4 separate regions of the Sus scrofa genome follow, and regions 1, 3 and 4 are each linked to region 2. The links are chromatin contacts, called in public HiChIP or PLAC-seq maps. All regions are on one chromosome and are shown on one strand. Each heading gives the region's core, a stretch centred on a gene start, on an enhancer-like site or on the middle of the called end of the contact. The rest is flanking DNA. Distances are from core to core; before and after follow the strand shown.

Region 1 (2,700 bases), core at 48-2,547, 710 kb after region 2:
TGGCACCTTTGCTGAAAATAAATGTGCCACACACATGTGGGTCTGTTTGACACTCCCCCACTGTTCCATCTAGATCTTTATCTGTATGCTGTTACCACACTGACTTGATTAGTCTAGCTTCATACTAAGTTTTGAGCTCAAGTTAGTGTACGTCCTCCAACTTCATTCTTTTTCAAAGATTTTTGGCTGTTCAAAGTCCTTTGCTTTTTCATTTGGAATCAGCCTGTCACTTTCTACAGAAAAGGGATTTAGAAAAGAATTGCTCTGAGTCTATAGATTAGCTTGTGGAGAATATCTCAATATTGCCTTGAGACCCATGAACATGGTAAAGCTCTTCATTTATTTAGATCTTTTAAAATTTTTCTCATCAACCTTTGGTAATATTCATTGTACAGGTCTTGCATATAGTTTATTGACATTTTCCTTAAGTTTATCATGTTTTCTCATGCTTTTATGTCTTAATTTTAGTTCCTAATTGTGTCATAGCTAGAATACATAAGTAAAATTGATTTTTATGTTGACCACATATTCTGAAACCTTGCTAATAATCTCATTAGTTCCAATGTCTATTTTTTAGATTCCTTATTGTTTTCTGTGGAGACTGTTGTGTTTGTAAATAGAGGCAGCTTTATTTCAGCATTTCCAATTTGTATGACTTTTATATCTGTTTTCTTGGCTTATTCTCCTGGCATTGATGGTGAATAGGAATGGTGACAATAGACATCTTGCTTTATTTCTGATCTTATGGGGAACATGTTCAAATTTTCACCATTAAAATTGATGTTAGCTGTTGATTTTTCATAGTTGTTCTTCATCAGATTAAGAAACACTATTGTTTTCAGTCTGTCGTTTTCTGTGTATGTATATATGCCTCATTTGGAATTTCTAAGGCTTTTTTTATGTATATCATTAGGGTGCTAACAGAAAACAACTTATAAAAATCTCTGCCACCAAGAAGTCTTTTGTTAGCATGCCAAAGGGTATTTTCCTGAAACTAGACTTTTATTTGTTAGTATTTCTAAAATTTCTAGCAACATTGGATACTTTCTTATCTAATCTATCTTGTCATCTCAGGGGCCACAACATGCCCAGGTAACAGTATCCTTCCATGGAACAGTTCATTGCTTCCCAACAGTCAGTGGACTTGAGTCTTTTTCATTGAGCAATATCTTTTTGTTCTGACAAAAGCAAGTGACGTCATTGAACATTTGATATGATTCATTTGATATGATTCATTCTGATGTGAGCATTTATTCATAGTCAGTACCATAACCTTTGCTGCTGCTGTTTGGTAAGATGATAAATGGACCCTCATATCTTACAGGAAACTGCATACAGGCCTGTCAGTCACCACACACCAATCATATCTCCTTGTGCGAAAGCACTGAGCATCAAACTGCTCTTATTACGGTACTAGCATTTTTTAAAAATCTTATCTTTATGTTTTAAAGATTCTGATTTTTAAATTAAAAAAAAATTCTTATCTTTATCTTCTAATAGAGAGCTAATTTTTAAATACGTATATGAAAAGCCAGTGACTCTCTTTCTGTTCATTTCCTTATATTGAAATAATCCCAACTGGGCAGCACTGACCAGCCTCACGATCACATGTCTTACCAGGTTTATTATTAAACTGATAGCAGTCACCCATTTTTCTAAAGGAAGCAGAACCTTCATGTTTATTTCTAAAACCAAACTATTAGATAAGACTTCAACTCTCCGTGTTACTAAAGCCCTCCGTGTCTCTTGTTGGAAGAGTTTGGATTAGTTGGCCATGGGTCAACAAGCTCTTCACAAGACTTCAGAATTGGAGTGACAGGTCATGTGTAATGTGTGATGTACTTTGAGTTCCTCATAGGCCCACACATACACATCTAAGTAACTTTCTCCCTCTCCCTACCCACCAACCCAGAGCAAGATCTTGCCAACAAGAACCATGACTGGATCACTGCTCCAAATCCTCAGAGCCAACCAGGTACCTTTCCCACAGGATGTACATAGGAAAATATTGAAGGAGGACAGGATATTGTCAAGGTTACCATCGTCTTACCGAGGATCCTGTTTCAAATATGACTGCAGTGATGCCCCCACACTCTCTGTTATGACTCAGAGCCTGTCTGCACAGCTTCCCTCTCTTATTTCATTCAGGCCTCTTATGTCACTTTGTCGAAGAGGCAAACTCCCACCCCCTCTCTCTGTCCCTCACCCTACCTTATTTGTTTTCATAGCACATATTACCACTGTCAGAGTGTTTATTACTTATTTATTGACTGTCTTACCCACTAGAAAGTCAGATTATTGTACTTATGGTATGCCCCCAGCACGTAGAGCAGAGCATGGTGTATCATAGGCACTCAGTAAGTACTGAGTAAGTGGATGAATGAACAGATGTAAACTGGCCATCCTCAATGCTGTGAGCCTGAATTCCTTAAAAGAATGGGGCATCTCCAGCCCCAAAGGCACATGAGAGGATAGCTGATACATCCTGATATGTTTTCTTTGTTTTTTGTCTTTGTAGGGCCGCACCCGTGGCGTATGGAAGTTCCTGGGCAAGGAGTTAAATCGGACTGCCAGCCTTTACCACAGCCAGAGCAAGGCCAGATCCAAGCTGCATCTGCAACCTATGTCACAGCTCACAGCAATGCCAGATCCTTAACCCACTAAGCAAGGCCAGGGATCGAACCCACATCCTTCTGGGTA
Region 2 (2,700 bases), core at 3-2,502:
CACTTAACCCCTCTCCCTAAGTCAGCACTCCGAATGTGAATGCCGGGTGTGAGCCAGTCTACTCACCAACCCAGAGCCAGCTCAGCCCCACACTTAGGGAGGATTTCAGAGGCGCCAAGAAACCTACCCTGGGTGGCAGAGTTCCAATAACTTGTTCATTTTTTGACTGAAGGTAGCGGGAGTTTGGGGTTTTGTTTGCTTGTTTTTCCTTTTATTTATTTATTTATTTTTTTTGGAAAGTAATGGAAACCTTCCTTCAAGTGCCATCTTGCAGGGCACCCCATATAAAATCATAGCAGCAACTTCCTCAATCGCCTTTGCTATGTGCCAGATGTTTTAACTCATTGAGTCCAACAACAGCCCTTTAAAGACAGGTACCAGGTACTATTATGGTTACAATTTCCCAGATGAAAAAACCGAGCCACAATCAGTTAAGTGACCTGCCCAACGTCACGCAGCTGGAGTTCAAATCGAATGGTCAGGCTCCCGAGCCCACCCATTTCTGACCGTGCTTGGTGGCCCAGAGCAGAAGGGGTATATAAGCGGTGTGGCCCCGGTCAGAGCCCAGGAAGACAGCAGTATTTCCAGGCTCCAGGGGGTGATCTTCAGGCACATCCGTGGAAGGACTCCATGAAACACAATTCTGGAGCTCCCACTGTGGCGCAACAGGATCGGAGCATGTTGGGGCGCTGGGACACAGGTTCGATCCCTGGCCCAGCACAGAGCTGCAGCTACAGCTTAGGTCACAACGGTGGCTCAGATCTGATCCCTGGCCCGGGAACTCCGTGGCTGTGGGGTGGCCAAAAATAAATAAATAAATAAATAAATAATAACAAATTTAAAATCCCAATTCTAAAGCCTTTGCAGTGAGGTTTATCTACCAAGGGTCACTTTAAGATAACACCGCCTTCTTGGAAGGAGCGACATATCAGTGGATTCCTATAAGTGGTTTTCAAAAACCCATTCTAAGTCTAAGCAAGTGGTGATGGGGAGATCCCAGCCTCAGGGTAGGGATCTTAGCCAGGGCAGAGCTGAGTCCAGGGAGGGCTGGACCCCAGAGTCTGAACAGGGGGAGGAAAGGGAGACGGGAAACACAGTACTTCCAAGACCACCCTCCAGGACTGGCAGGTAAGCCGGAGATCAGGCTCAGAGTGAGTGCCTGTGAGACCCACTGGAAGGGCTCCGGGGCAGAAGGTCTTCCAGTGGCCGAGCACCAAACAGGGGGTAACTCGTGGCAGAGGCATAGCGTGACTAGGGCTATGGGAGGTGGGTGAGAAGGACAGTCTGATGTGAGCGTGTCAGGGCTCCCCGGAGGTGACACTCAGAGATTTCAGTTTCTATCTTGATCAAAATTTTGCAGTTTTCAAAAATGCAGAACCAATAGAACTGTGACTCATACTTCACAATTTGCCTGGCAAACTTACTGTATTATCATGATTCTGACAATGGTTTTCAGGGGTGATGGGACTTCAGGATGGAATATTTGGCATAAGAGGCATAAGGTCATGGGACAGGGGGGACGAACATGACCGCCACCTCAGGTCTTATGTCCAAGATCAGAAGCCATTGATGCACATGGGTTATGGGTTATGGATCTCAGTGGACCTGGGAGTACAAGTGTTAATGGAGCCACGTGCATATTTTTGGTCTGCTTTTTAATCAGCTCGGACCCACACTGTCATCCTCTCTAACATCACAAGATGAATTACCTGGGGCTCATCGTTTTAAGAGAAAAAGGGGGGGAGTTGAAATTTGAATGTCAAAAGAGTTGGCATGTGAGTAGAAACTTCCGAGATAATGTAATTTAAGAGCTGATGAACTTATTTTCAGACTAGAAATAGATACACAGACCTAGAAAACCAATCTATGGTCCCCAAAGGGAAAAGGGGGTGGAATTGGGGATTAAGAGATACACACTATTATATATAATAGAAGTAACAACAAGTGCCTACCAGATAGCACAGGAAACCACATTTAATATCTTGTAATAACCTATCATGGAAAAGAATATGAGAAAGGACATTCTATTTATATCTATGTATATGTATAACTGAATCACTTTGCTGTACACCTGAAACACTGGATATCAACTATACCTCAATAAAAAAATAAAAATTAAAACTAAAGAGCTGCTGGTACTTCGAATTAAATCTTGACACTTTAAAGGAGCAATGAAAGTACCACGTGAAGCTGAAAAAAACACAGTTCTGCCCTTTGGTTTCTGTGAAATCAAGTTGAAAAGTCTAGAGTTTCTTGTGGGAGCAGTGGACTTGGGAAACCAAATCTGGTCACTATGACATGGTACCTAGCATCGTGAAAGCAACAGAAGAGATAATCGATTATGTGTTAAACGAATGAATGAATGATAAATGCACATATGCACACACTCAAATATATAGTGTGTACAAGCTGAGATACAGAGCTCTCAGTCTTATTATACTTAGGGACCATTTTCCAATCTAAGATTTTGCCGGTATTTGTTCCTTTCAAAATGCAGTCATTAATCTTAGAAATGAGTTTATACTGAAAGAGAAACTACTTTCTATCTTGCATTTGTTCAACAACTTCACTTAGATCTCAGTGACATTGTCTACATTTCCAATCCCCAGAGCACCAGTGGGCTGTTCAGGCTCAAGGCAAAGGTCATAGTTTCCAATATCTCACACCATCACGTTTTTCACTCTCTCTCAGGGGCTTTTG
Region 3 (2,700 bases), core at 93-2,592, 690 kb after region 2:
GCCATTTTTAAAAGATAGTGGAAATGAGGAGCAATTTGGCCGGTTTTCTTATTCTTGTTTGTTTTGTTGTCAAGTATAACCAGAGCATTATTTCTCAGAGGCTGTGTCTTTCAAAACAAAATGTCCTTGAATAGCTCTCCAATTCCAAACAGGGCTGCCTTTACTCAAAATATTTTTGAAATTACTCTCTGGTAATTATCTTCAGAACTTGCAAAACATTCTTTTGAAAAGACTCAGTCGTGGGGAATCAATTATATTATGTTATCAACACGCCATATAGTTGTAGACTTGAATTACTACTGACATAAATGTAAAAAGAAAAATTACGGAGTGGGTTGTCTTGTGGCTCAATTCTATGGCTCTGTGTAGGGAACCTAAGTCAATGCAGAAAATCAAAGAACGGTTAAAAACTGTAACTATCGACTGGTAGTAATAGGTTATTCCCATCTCTGGCCGCCTCTGGCACATTCCCATTGTCTCCACATCATTAAGAGTATTTATCTTCACACACTCGAAGTTTACCTAGTGGAAAAGTTAAATAAAATGTTCTATAAGCACTTTTTTTTTTAACCAAAAAAGGTTCAATTATTATATTGTTCAATTTTTATATTTTATATTATTTTCAAATGTTATAAAATGTATTATTTTATTGCCCTATAAAGCACACAAGCTTATTAGCCTGGTTTTCTTGGTCTGTTTATGAGAATGTTTTATCAAAATGGGTATTTTAAATGTTTTAAATATGTAATACTGTGCTAAATTAGACTATAAATGATTAATTTGGAAAACAAATGCATTTTTATTATTTTTCTAGAATGCCTCTGTATAACAGGCGACGATTGGGAAGGAAGGTGCCTTTCATGAACACATATGCTGTCTTTGGGCACACAGGCCTCTGCAGTAAATGAACCACTGAGTCACCATTTGTCCAAATGTAAATGTTGGTTTTTCTGTGTATTTTGTTTTGTTTACTTACACGTTTTATATTTGTTCACAAGACTTCCCTTTAGTTTTGATTCCATATAAGTACACCGATTTGTCATGAAAATAAGAGTAGAGAGAAAAGTACTGAGTCAGAAAAATGGAGCTAAATTCTGGAACTAGATTTCAGTAGAAGAGAAGAAATTAGGTTTCTGGCTGCCAACACTTGGCTCCAGGGGTTTGATTGAATGAGGCCGTGCGGTGTGGTGAAAAGGGCAGAAGTCAAGAGGCCTGGGCTCAAAGTCCTTGGCTCCGCCACTGATCTCTCCAAAGGAACTCAGATCACTTGACCTCTGTGAGCTTCTGTTTCCTCATCTGTAACGCGAGAGTTCTGATGACATGGTTGCTAAACCCTCTTCCAGCTGTAACAGTCCCTCCTTCTAATTCTGAGTGTACTGATTCAGATCTCCTCCTCCCTCTGTCTTAATTGCATGTAGACTGCCTAAATATCCACAGATGTTTAACTCCCAGGCTTTGTATTAGTCAGCTCAGTCTGCCATTCCGAAATAGCACAGACCGAGTGGCTTTAAACAGCAGACGTTTACTTTCACGGCTCCGGAGGTTGGGACGTCCTCGATCCAGGTGCTGGCCAATCCAGGTTCCGAGCCAGAGCTCTCTTTCTGGTTTGCAAATGGCCACTTTCTTGCTGTCTCCTCTCATGGTCTTTCCTCAGTGGGAGAGGGCCCTGTCATCTTCTTAAAAAGCCACCCATCCTATCAGGTCAGGAGCCCACCCTTATGACCTCATTTAATTTACCTCCTTAAAGCTCTATCTCTAAATATACATTAGGCATTAGGGCTTCAGCACAGGAATTTTGAACGGGGGACACAATTAAATCTGTAGCAATTCCCCTAGATATTTCCCTCCAGACCCTCTCTTCATTCCAGGTGGCGAAGAAGAAAAAAGCTAAAATTTCACAGTCTTCCAAAATCAGAGAACTAATTAATATACTATCAACAGCAGAAAAAGAAGTGGACATGGCTTTCTGATGAACTTTTTATCATGGAAACTTTGTAGCATAAAACAGGCTTACGGAGAAGTTGATAGAAATTTATAGTGAACACCCAACTACCCACCACCTGTATCCACAGTTAATATTTTACTGTTCTTGTTTTGTTGCAAATCTGTCCATCCTCCATTCATTCATCAACCATCTCTTTTTGGGACCCATTTCAAAATAAGTTCCAGGCATCAGTACCTAAGCATGTGTATTCTTTACTAAAGTTGTTTTGTTTTTTGGTTTTTTTCTATTTCAGATCACCGTTTTAAATCTATGTTCTATATACCTGCTAATGGAAAGGGTTAGGTTGTGAGAAAAGGGGACACTCTTCCATTAGTAGAAGCTATTTATAACTTATGCCAGTTTTTGAAAGCATCATTATTTAAATCACTAAAAAGGACAGCTGGGAAGTAGGGGAATGAAAAGTTAAAATCCTTGGGGAAAAAAAATACGTATTTGACAGATGTCTAGGAAAAGACAGACTATAGGCATTTGAACACATTTTGTATACATGTATAAATAATATGCTTTCTACCTTTGTTTTGATTTGTAAATGGGAGGGTAGGGAAATGGAAAAGAAAAATGTTTCTTCTCTGAAGTCTTATCCCTTGAAATTCTTTCTCAAGCAAGAAAATGGCAAGTGTTTCCTGACACGTGATTGTCACCTTGTTAAATAAAGATGGATAAATGAGTGAGTGAAGAATGACTGTCATCAGCTG
Region 4 (2,700 bases), core at 72-2,571, 560 kb after region 2:
TTTTATTCTGAGCTGATCATGGGTAAGAAGAAAACATTCATGTTACTTCATGGATGTTTGACCATGTATGCTGACTATGACCTTATTTCACTCTATTGTATAAGTACAGAAGCATTCTGATGCTAAAGAATCTTTGACTCTGCCGACCAGTGTTAGTTGGAAAGAGCCTATTTATACCACAGAAGACATCAGAATCCCTGCTCAAGTTGTTTTTTTCCCTTCTTACAGCATATTCTTTATGATATCAGACACAGTAACAGGAAGAACATCTCCATCTGGTAATCATTACCTGTAGCTTGTATGTGTCTTCTGGAAGTTAACTTTTAATGTTAAACAAAGGAAGCTGATCAAAACCAGCTGTAAAACCTTTGCCTCGTTCGTATTTTATACAGTCAGCATTGGGTTACCATTCACATAACTGTGTGTCTGAAGTTGAAAAAAATAATAAGGTAAATCTTTTCCTTTTATTAAAATAAATGTAATCCTGATTTTATAGTTAACACAACTTTAATTGTTTTCCTGTTTGGCAGGAAAATTTAATGCAGTTGGCATCATTATGTATGTATTTTACACACCTTGGAGAAATAATGGCTCATTTATTGACTATATGTGCCACAATTAATATATTTTGGATCTAGTCAAAATAAAAACAGTAGGCTGAAATATAATTTTCTAATTTAAAATTATGGGGTTAGTAAATGTAGAAACTTGCCAGCTAAACATATAATAGGCTATTAAATATATTATGTGAACTAATTCTATAGATAATGAAAATTACTCTAGTAATACCCCCCTTTGACACATGGCATTTATTATAATTCTAGATACATGCAAACATAGTAATTTTAGATCATTATTATTTATGATAAGAAATGACTCACAGAACTTTAAGTCAGGATGACGTTTTTCTTTTATTGAAATTAGGGGAAGTAAGGAATTTGGAAAAATGAGAACATCCTGGGCCATGTTTTACGTACTGTTGGTACATTGTGTATGTTTAATAATAGTTTGTTCTTCCTGGAACTTGCAGTTGTTATATATATAGAAGTTTTAAAATCACAAAGAATCACATGAATTGGTCACAGCACATACTTTTGAAATATCTGCAACAACAGTATTGAGGGTTTGCTATCATGAAATGGAATTTCCTATCAAGGAAATGCAGCAGATAAGGTAATGACTCAAGCATAACATCTAGGTGGAAGACAGTGAGCATTTCTCTACTAAAGAGATATTTTGAAATTCAGTGGTTGTTTTGCAAGTGATTAGCACTGTTTTTTTGGAAATGTTCTAGTCTGTAGAAACCTAAGTATTGCTCACAAATACCACTTAGGCAGGGAAGCCAAGGACAGTTCTGACTGTCCAAGTATAGCACCATGTCCACTGTGACCAGCATTTGACAGTCTGTTGTCCAGTGCTTTTCTCAGGCCTTAATTAACTATCAAGCATTAGGAGGGTATTCTAAAATGTACAAGCACTTAAATAGAAAGTAACTGACAGCAAACAATAATTATTAAGATATCATGTTATAACTTTTCACTCTGCAAAAAGGGGCGTATTCTATTTTAAAAAGATACAGGGTATCTTATAGGCAGAAAAGACCCTAAACAACATTATCATCAGAGAATGAACAAGTTACCATTCCTTAGGGGGAAGATTTCAAGAGCACTGTACTTTAATCATAGTATTTGTATTGGAACATTTACGATATCTTCCTAACACAAAAACAAATAATTTAGCACATGCTAGGAACTCAGTATATGTATGTTTATTAAATTACTAATTATACAAAGCAGGCTTAGCTAGTTAAATTTAATATATATATGTTTTATATAGAGAGAGAATATAAATGCATACACATATGTAATATATGTACATATGCATATATGAATATGTAAAATTAGCGTAAGAAAATGCACATTTTAGTTGTTCGATTCAGGGAGCTCTGACAAGTCTACATTGCTATGTAACCATCACCCCAAACTAGGACTAACATTTTCATTGCTTTAGGAAATTCCCCTTCTCGGTCACAACCTGCCCACTGCCCCCAGATGATTTCTGTCACCACAGATTAGCTTGTCTATTGGTAGATTTTGTATAAATGAAATTATATAGACTGTATTCTTTTGTGTCTAGCTTTCTTGGGTTTGTTAGTCTTTTTATTTTGTATACTCTGTGGTATGCAGTCTTATTATCTCGCTGTGATTTTTATTTCTATTTGTTGAATGATATTCAGCACCTTTTAGTATGTCTATTGGTTGTTCATATATCTCACTTGGTGATGTATCTATTCAGTTTTTTTGCCTGCTTTTATTGTTTATGTTTTAATAATGATTTTTATTCTTTCCATTATGACTGGTTTACAGTGTTCTGTCATTTTTCTACTGTACAGCAAAGTAACCCAGTCACACATACATGTATACATTGTTTTTGCCTGTTTTTATTGGATTATTTGTCCTTCCCATGTTTTGTCCAATGAATCTTTGTGTAAGCAAGGTCATGAAGATTTTATCTCTCAGGTTTTATTCTGGTATTTTTACAGTTATGGATTTTATGCTCAAGTCTGTGATCTACATCAAATTAATTTCTGTTTGTGGAATGAGATAACGATGGAGCTTATTTTTCCTATCTAGTAGTTCCAGCCACATTTATTACCCATGTTTCAGCAGCATTTTGGGGACTGGATAAAAGACTGTGTTT

What was found. HiChIP or PLAC-seq counts read pairs in DNA pulled down with a chosen protein or histone mark.
Region 1: a contact with region 2 is called in an H3K27ac HiChIP or PLAC-seq map of alveolar macrophages. The contact joins two enhancer-like sites. A contact is called at or near these places in 1 of 47 Hi-C or Micro-C datasets (embryonic fibroblasts) and 1 of 2 datasets of contacts at active chromatin or transcription factors (alveolar macrophages).
Region 3: a contact with region 2 is called in an H3K27ac HiChIP or PLAC-seq map of alveolar macrophages. The contact joins two enhancer-like sites. A contact is called at or near these places in 1 of 47 Hi-C or Micro-C datasets (embryonic fibroblasts) and 1 of 2 datasets of contacts at active chromatin or transcription factors (alveolar macrophages).
Region 4: an H3K27ac HiChIP or PLAC-seq map of alveolar macrophages shows a contact between it and region 2. The contact joins two enhancer-like sites. A contact is called at or near these places in 4 of 47 Hi-C or Micro-C datasets (epiblast stem cells, heart right ventricle, mesenteric adipose tissue and 1 more) and 1 of 2 datasets of contacts at active chromatin or transcription factors (alveolar macrophages).

The regions. Positions count from the first base shown.
Region 1 is chr7:39,785,933-39,788,632 of Sscrofa11.1, reverse strand. All of the region lies in intron 11 of SUPT3H (transcription initiation protein SPT3 homolog), which reads left to right. Among named protein-coding and RNA genes, the nearest start is that of RUNX2, 320 kb to the left of the region's middle. Within about 2 kb of position 1,297, at least 2 of the 83 cell types and tissues checked have an H3K27ac peak or open chromatin away from gene starts, as enhancers often do. A contact at or near this core is called in alveolar macrophages, where this site is marked.
Region 2 is chr7:40,498,328-40,501,027 of Sscrofa11.1, reverse strand. No RefSeq gene overlaps it. Among named protein-coding and RNA genes, the nearest start is that of CLIC5, 310 kb to the left of the region's middle. Within about 2 kb of position 1,252, at least 7 of the 83 cell types and tissues checked have an H3K27ac peak or open chromatin away from gene starts, as enhancers often do. A contact at or near this core is called in alveolar macrophages, where this site is marked.
Region 3 is chr7:39,807,688-39,810,387 of Sscrofa11.1, reverse strand. The region is part of intron 11 of SUPT3H (transcription initiation protein SPT3 homolog); the gene reads left to right. Among named protein-coding and RNA genes, the nearest start is that of RUNX2, 300 kb to the left of the region's middle. Within about 2 kb of position 1,342, at least 9 of the 83 cell types and tissues checked have an H3K27ac peak or open chromatin away from gene starts, as enhancers often do. A contact at or near this core is called in alveolar macrophages, where this site is marked.
Region 4 is chr7:39,939,077-39,941,776 of Sscrofa11.1, reverse strand. All of the region lies in intron 3 of SUPT3H (transcription initiation protein SPT3 homolog), which reads left to right. Among named protein-coding and RNA genes, the nearest start is that of RUNX2, 170 kb to the left of the region's middle. Within about 2 kb of position 1,321, at least 5 of the 83 cell types and tissues checked have an H3K27ac peak or open chromatin away from gene starts, as enhancers often do. A contact at or near this core is called in alveolar macrophages, where this site is marked.